Regions from separate parts of the Rattus norvegicus genome. Here region 1 is linked to region 2. A link is a contact called in public Hi-C data. All regions are on one chromosome and are shown on one strand. Each heading gives the region's core, a stretch centred on a gene start, on an enhancer-like site or on the middle of the called end of the contact. The rest is flanking DNA. Distances are from core to core; before and after follow the strand shown.

Region 1 (3,660 bases), core at 405-2,904, 38 kb before region 2:
ACTCCTTTCTGGAGAGATCTCAAATCCATCGAACATTCATATCAACCTGCACCGTTCAAACGGAAACTACAAAATATCACTGAAAGAACTCACATGTGAGGAGCAGAGCCGTTTTACTCCCTTGATGTTGCGATCTGAGCAGAAGTCTTCACATTGGGTTGCTTAATAATGAATGAATCCATCAAGTTTCCCCTTGTGTTCCCTAAGCTTGGGAGGAGAAGCTCACACTTCTCCATGCTTCCCCGACTCATCCCTCACTTTCTCCCATGGAGTTTTGTGCTATATACTCCAACCTTGTCTGGTCATTGTTGAAAATGATTTACACGCTCCCCCCACTTTCTTCTTTTTGCTGAGGCCTTCAATCTGCTATATCTTAAACCAACAGAAGGAGAAGGGGTGAGATCTCAACCTTTGAAACCTCTCCATACTTGCTGAGTAGGGTGATCAAGGGGCAGACGGGGAAGGGAGACTGTTGGCTGGACTTTACCCTCTCTGGGAGAGCTGTTCCAGATAGCTTAGCCAACCCCACTTCCAAAGGGGTCCAACGTATTATTTTCTTGAAAGATCTAACGGGTTTAGAGCATTTTCCAAAAAAAGCGAAACCGATTTTGTGTAGTTAGTGGTCAGGAATTGCGTTTGTCTCATTTAGACAGAATCTCACTTTGTAGCCCAGGCTAGCCTTAAACTCAGAGAGCTCTGCCTGCCTCTGCATCCCAAGTGCTCAGATGAAAGATGTGTGCCACTAGGCCCTTTGGAATTTTATTTTTTAGACTTATTTTTAAATCAAATCACTTTGTACAGTATGTGAAAAAAAAACCTAGTTTTTCAGCATGGTATATAATATTGTTTCATGGTTTGTTTTTTTTTTTTTCCCCAAAGTACTTTACAGTTAGAAGTAGACACGGTTCATGAGGTGAAGCAACAGTCTTGAATCAAGTTCTTCAGGGAAGTGGGCGTGCAATGCCAATAAACTTAACAGTTACCATTCTTAGCATCAACAAATCTGCTTCCTGATCAGTGAAGGGCTCACAGTCCCGAAGTTCAAAGATTTTGTGATAAAATATTAGGGGTCATGGGTCAGGTCAGAATCCTCCTTACTCTGCTTCAGACGAATGTTGCAACTACCCCATATTCTTAATAATTTTATTTAACTTTCTTGTCAGTCCCTAAGAGAAACTCTTCAGCCTAACTAAAAAGTCCTTCCACATTGTCCCCTACCAAAACCTTCTCCTACTTCAGGAAACAGCTTGATGACGATATCCCGGCAGCTTTCTCGACCTTGTCCTCAAATGATCCACACCTAAACATTTTAGTACACTGGTCAGTGTATTTCTGAAGGCATCAAAAGCCTGCAGAACTGTGTGCCCTTACAGAGCACACAAATGCTGTGCGACCTGAGATGCAGCCTTGGCTTGTGTCTTCCCCCTGCGGCCGACCCTTCCCTTGTTTCCACTAAGAAAACAAGAAAGAAAGAAAGAAATGTTTTAAGGCCTTTTCTCCGTGATCTTTGGGGGTAGAGGGTACTAATAATTAAATAGAAGGGGAGGGAGGAGATGCGGCTGAGGATGGCGAGGAACGGAGGAGGTGGGGGCGGAGCCTCGGTCCGCAAATAAACGCCGCAGCCGAAAGGGAAGCACATTCGCGAGCGCAGCAGCCACCCTGCCCTCACAGATGGAACGATCTGCGGCGTGAGCACGGAGCTCGGAGCGGACAAGGGCGAGAAGGGGCGACCGCAGCAGGTGGAAACCTGATCGCGAGCCGGCGAGCGAGAAGAAAGTACCTGAGCACCGCTCCTCCTCCGCCCTCTCGGCTAACGAGAACTACTTTTACCCTCGTGGTAAAAGAGACTTAAGGGAAGGTGGAGGCGATCTGTTTCGTTAGGAGGGCTGCAGGGAAATTCTGACCAGAGCAAGCCGCCGCCCGGTACACCGAGCAGAGCCATCCTGGGCTTCTGAAGATAAACGCTTTCCGGAGAATTCCAGCTGGAGTCGCTGGTACAGTTCTATTTTTGTATTTAGATATATATGTTCTTTGCCTTCCATTTAAAAAGCACGGCCCTTGTTTGTTAGCAGTGACACGTGTGACTCTCGTTTGCTGTCACTTTTAGAGCCTAGGAGCGCTCGCTCTCCGTTTCTGAAAAGGGCGTTCTAATTGGAAACTTGTTTTTCCGCGTATCTCTGCATTTATACGCACGAGCGTTTAGAAAGAGACTGCTCTTTTTAGCTTTTGGTGGTCGGAACCCTACGGAGAAAGATGGAAAAGGGAACCCGACAGCGAAACAACACCGCGAAGAACCACCCGGACCGCGGATCTGACACCAGCCCTGAGGCCGAGGCTAGCTCGGGAGGGGGCGGAGTAGCCCTGAAGAAAGAGATCGGATTGGTCAGCGCCTGTGGTATCATTGTAGGTGAGTCCAGGTCCTTTGCGGGGCCCCCGGCACCACACCACCCCCTCCCCAGGGGTCCTCCGCGGGACTTTAACCCCACCAAAGCCCCTAAAGCAGCTTTGCTTTGTCTCTGACTTGTGTTGTCCACCTGCACCGGCCAAGTCAGAGCTCTGGAAGTGATGTCTGTCAGACATCGCTTCAACCAAGCCAGGCTGAGCCGCTCTCTCCTTAGAATAGAACAAACAGGAGTCAGGAACCATGCTGGCTCTGCGTACCAAGTATTCCCTGGGAATTTATTAGAAGTGTAACAAATTCTTTCCGGGTTGTCACTATGCAGTTCTGATCCGGGAGATCCTAATTCAGGCTGACACATGGATTTTTAACTAGCTTCTATGCAGCCACCCTCTGCAGGCTGCGAACCTGCTTTTGAAGCATATTTTGTTGCCTTATGTTATGAAGCATTGTGGTAATACCACAAAGAGCAAAACAGCAGTAGTAAAAACACTTCGTAATGATGGTTCTTTATAGGCTGGTCCATCCTATGTAGCATTTGTGAAATAGATGTGACAGCCAGGCTGTTCTTACTGTCTGGGATGAGGAAAATATGGAAGGGAGAACCAGCTGACTCGACTATGTTCTCTACACGGAGTTTTCAGTTTCTCTGGTTGCCTGTGTGTGGGGGTGTGTTTTAACACACACAGAAGACCCTGTGAGGTTTGTAGAGGGAACCCGGAGTGAGTGGATTGTGGAGTACAGGAGGAATTCATGGGTGAAATGTGTGCTCTGTCCTGGAAGCTCTCTAGGAGAGGAGCTGGGTGATCCAGAGAGTGCCAGTATAGGTCTTGCTTCCCAAGAGCACTTGTGTAGGGCTCAGGCTTCCAGAGACAACTCTCTCGTCTACAGAGGACACTCTTGTCTTTGTAAAGAAGCCCTGCAGGTGGGCGCTGGGCAGTGGCTCCTCACTACCTTCCCTCAAAAAGGGGGCTTTGGTCTGCTGCCTTCCGCTGAGGGCTTCTTCCCAGGGAAAGCACCACAAGACTCTCAGATGAGTCCCTATGTGCTCTCTCTCCTCTGGAGTTCCTTAGCGAAGGTGTACTGTTTCTTGCTGCCCATAAACTAGTTTCTGTCGATGTAACAGTGTTCTGTGAACAGCTCAGGGACGTTTGGCACCAGAGCCAGAGTGACACTGGAGAACATCCTTGAAGTCAAATAAAATCAGCACAGTGCTCAGATAATCCTCTCCACCTCTGCACCCTGACTTCAGTGGCCATGTT
Region 2 (4,092 bases), core at 169-2,668:
GAGAGAGAGAGATGCCCAAGAGAATCAGATAAGTCTGGAATTCCACAGAGCTCTAAAAACCAGTGACCACTAGGGATAGATTACTATGGAAAAGAACTAGAGTTTTCCATGACTTTTTCTAGCTAGACCAAAGCTATAAAACTTACATTACATCTCTTCCACAAGATTCCCGGGGCTGGGCTGGCCCAGCATGGACTGACACCCATGCTACTTCTGCTTTCAACACATCATTTTGTGTTCACCATTTTTGTTTGTTTGGGGTTTGGAGAAGGAGTATTGAAGGGGGAGTTAAAACAAGGTCTCTGTAGCTCAGGCTAGCCTGGAATTCATTAAGCAGCCAAGGGTGACCTCGAAGTCATGTCTGCCCCCTAGCTTCAGCCTCCTGAGTGCTCAAATTACAGGAACATACCACTATGCCTAGCTTCCAGTTGTCTCTCAACTCACTCTTATACCAGAGGGCCTGGCCCCAGTAGAGCCTGTGTAGATGGGTGATGGGTAAATAGAAACCTTAATGTTTCAAGCTATAGTGCCAGCGGTCCCTTATTCATGTGGCCTTCCTAAGTCACTAGACTGCAGGTATGCAGAAGTCAGGGTCTAGCTGTGCAGAGAGACAGAGAGAGAACATAGTCATTGGCCACAGAAAGGGGTGCTGGGTGTTGGATGGGCAGCAGCAGGCTTCCTGCACACAGAAGGCCTTGGCAAACACCTAGCAAGTATTGCCTTCACTCTCTGACCTTTCCTCTCTGCTTGGAGGCTCAGGTTTCAGCCGCTGTGTTGGAAGCTGTTCTGCTATACTAGGAGACTCAAAGTACCCTCTCTCCTCCCAGTCACCTGCTGTGAAGGCCCAGCCGAAGGGTGAAGGGTAACACTTGGGCCTATAGCACTGTTCTGCTGAGACCGGGGGCACAGGCCATCTGCTCAGCCCTTGCTCCCTCTCACCATTTGTCTCACTCCTGAAAGATCCCTCTGACAATGAAAGGCTAAATATTAGTCAAGGTCTGAGATCTCCTGACGTTTGGAGGTAAAGGAACGCCTATCCTTTGGTCACCTCAGTCACCCTGAGTTTTGTAAAGAGGATTTGATGTTTTCTAGTCCAGCACACAGGGAAAGAGCCAGGTTCTCCCCTCTTGTGGGTTTGTCCCGCTCTGCCTTTGTTTTCCTCAAGTACTTTCTTGTCATCTCTCTACCCTGGCCTCACCTCCCCTCGGTGGAGATGGTTTTGTTTGTGAGGGTAGGGTTGGGGGTGGGGGGTCAAGACCCAAGCCCTTGCTTCCCAATCCTTACTCATCCCTGAGTCACGTGGGTTTGCCATGTGGGTTCTGTTTTCAGGTCTTTTTATAATCCAGTCTCCTTCACCCTTTAGTCATCGCTGATGATTCCGCCTGGGTTTCTGGGTATAGGACACCTGGCCCTGTACCCAGCGTGTTTCAGGGCCCTGGGGAGAAGACAAGGTCACGGCCAAGTTGTTTAGTGACTTGGGCTGGGTTATCACCAGGCATGTGATCCTGAAGTCCTTACTGAGTTGAGTAAGATAACCAAATGTGTGTTTATCAAGATCTCTGTCCATCTGGAACATTCTAGTATTTACAAAATGTTCTCCCTGCTCAGGCACTTTCAAAATCCTTCGTCCAGCAACATGTTTTGATTCTTCTGCTGTGATACTGGGTTGACTAATCACTCTTGCGTGGGGAATCAGGAGTCTCTACTCTCAGAAGCCAAACTTCCCATTACACTTTCCACTCTGTGAAAACAGCTAGGGATTGTCTCCACAGTTAGTGAAATTCTAAGGGAACAGTGGAGAGTGGCGTCCACTGTGGAATGTAGACGGAAACTGCAGAACTAATGGATTACAGCATTTTCTTCCCTTATTAAATATTTGTTGTGCTTCTGCTGTTTGTGGGCACCAATGAGATGCATGGGAGCTAAAGGCATGAAAAAGATAGAAGGAGGAGGAGGAAGAGGAGGAGGAGGAGGAGGAGGAGGAGGAGGAGGAGGAGGAAGAGGAAGAGGAAGAGGAAGAGGAGGAGGAGGAAGAGGAGGAAGAGGAGGAAGAGGAGGAAGAGGAAAACGGAAAACAGGGGTTGGGGATTTAGCTTAGTGGTAGAGCGCTTGCTAGCAAGTGTGAGGCCCTGAGAGTTTGGTCCTCAGCTCCGGGAAAAAAAGAAGAGGAAAACGTTAATATAAATATATAAGTATGGGGGCTGGGGATTTAGCTCAGTGGTAGAGCGCTTACCTAGGAAGCGCAAGGCCCTGGGTTCGGTCCCCAGCTCCGAAAAAAAGAACCAAAAAAAAAAAAATATATATATATATAAGTATGTATGTATGTATGTATGTATGTATGTGTGTGTGTGTATGTATGTATGTATGTATGTATGTATGTATGTATGTGTGTGTGTATGTATTTAAAGACTGAATTTTAATGAGCAGCCCTGGCTAACCCAGTACTTGATATATACTCTAGGATAGCCTTGAACTCAGACCAGTCCACCTGCCTCAGGTAACTTGAATATGAACACGTATCACAATGAGATGTAAGCAAAATGGCCTGAGACTGTTCCACCTAGGAAGGACAAACTTTGTACCTGGTCTATAAAATGTGACCGATATCGCTTCCCTTGAAGGCAAGTTGCTGGGAACCCATAAAATGACAAAGCTTTGTGGGACAGGGGGGTCTGGAAAGGTGGGAAGAGTTTGCCAGTGCAAAGCAAAGCAGGGAAGAGATCACACATAGCTGGTAACGCAGGACCTTCCTGCCCCAGTGACGTGGCCTCAGGGTCCAGTGAGATTGGGAAACAGGAGTCCATTTAAGGATAAGGTGGTGGGGGGTTGGGGATTTAGCTCAGTGGTAGAGCGCTTGCCTAGCAAGCGCAAGACCCTGGGTTCGGTCCCCAGCTCCGAAAAAAAGAAAAGAAAAGAAAAGAAAAAAAAAAAAAGGATAAGGTGGTGCTGTACCTTAGCCATTCAAGTGGAGTCAGAGCCCATGGGAGGCAGAAAAAGCAGAGGTAGTCGGTGCTTTTACACTGTGTGTACCTTTTGAGCACTAGAGAGTATCCCGATCACTATTTCAGGAAAAGGGCAACCAGGCAAAATGTTACCCCCTTGTTCTCAAGTACTTCGTAAGATTCCTGCTTTTAAGATTCCTGCTTGGCCAGTCGTGGTTGTGCACACCTTTAATCCCAGCCCTCTGGAGGCAGAGGCAGGCAGGTATCTATAAATTCAAGGCCAGCCTGGTCTACATAATGCGTTTTAGTCTAAAAACAAGAACAAACAAAAATTAAATAAATGCAAAGAAAGAAAGAAAGAGGAAAAGAAAAGAAGCTTTTGCAAGCCGTAGCTCCCGAGAGTTGTCTAGACCGTACGGCTGTGAAGTAGCCAGGCAGGTCCCACGTTGTTAAAAGTGCTGTGACTCCTAGGTAAGGGAGCAGAGCTGGGGGTACCCCCCACCCGGTACCACCGGAGAACATAGACAAGTAGCTGGGGAAAAGTCAGGCACCTGAGAACTTGCTGTCGTTTGTCACTGAAAAACACACAACATTTCCTTCTAAAACTAAATGTGCACTTACTGTTATGAGCAGAGTCCTGTCCCTGGTTATTTACTCACAAGAAATAAAAACTCTACTCGAAGACTTAGAGGTATGCCGAGGTTGCTCAAGACATGGTTCAGCAGGTTCGGCTCTTGCCACACAAACCAGATGACATATGAGTGCAATCCTCAGAACCAGAAGGGGAGAACCAATCCTCAGGGTTGTCCTCTGACCTCTGCACACGGCGCCGTGACATGCGATCACCTCCCACACATAGACTAGTAATGAAATAAAGGGGTTTTTTTGTTTGTTTTCATTTTTTTTTTTTTAAGAACAAACCAGACAGGCTATGCAGACCAGGGAAAACTCAAAAAGATCTTCTCTGCCTCTGCTTCGCAGACGCTGGGATGAAAGGGGTGCGTCACCACACCTGGCTAAAATAAAGTTTAAAAAAAAAAACAGATTAATGCGATACGGGAGCTAAAGAGATGACTCAGCAGTCAAGGGCATTTGCTTCTCTTGCAGAGGACCCAGATTTGGTTGCCGACCACCCCTGGGTAGGTCAAAA

What was found. Hi-C and Micro-C count contacts between places; a contact is called where the count stands out from the background.
Region 1: a contact with region 2 is called in a Hi-C map of psoas muscle, with 2.6 times the contacts expected there. The contact joins the promoter of Slc7a8 here to the enhancer-like site in region 2. A contact is called at or near these places in 3 of 12 Hi-C or Micro-C datasets (hepatocytes, prefrontal cortex and psoas muscle).

Annotation. Positions count from the first base shown.
Region 1 is chr15:32,210,709-32,214,368 of GRCr8, reverse strand. It overlaps Slc7a8 (solute carrier family 7 member 8), which reads left to right and starts at 1,654. Exons shown (of 11, transcript NM_053442.1): 1 at 1,654-2,407. The coding sequence starts at 2,254.
Region 2 is chr15:32,171,732-32,175,823 of GRCr8, reverse strand. All of the region lies in intron 3 of Slc7a8 (solute carrier family 7 member 8), which reads left to right. It overlaps LOC134482118 (a long non-coding RNA gene), which reads right to left. Exons shown (of 2, transcript XR_010058137.1): 1 at 1-4,092. Among named protein-coding and RNA genes, the nearest start is that of Cebpe, 32 kb to the right of the region's middle. Within about 2 kb of position 1,418, at least 5 of the 93 cell types and tissues checked have an H3K27ac peak or open chromatin away from gene starts, as enhancers often do.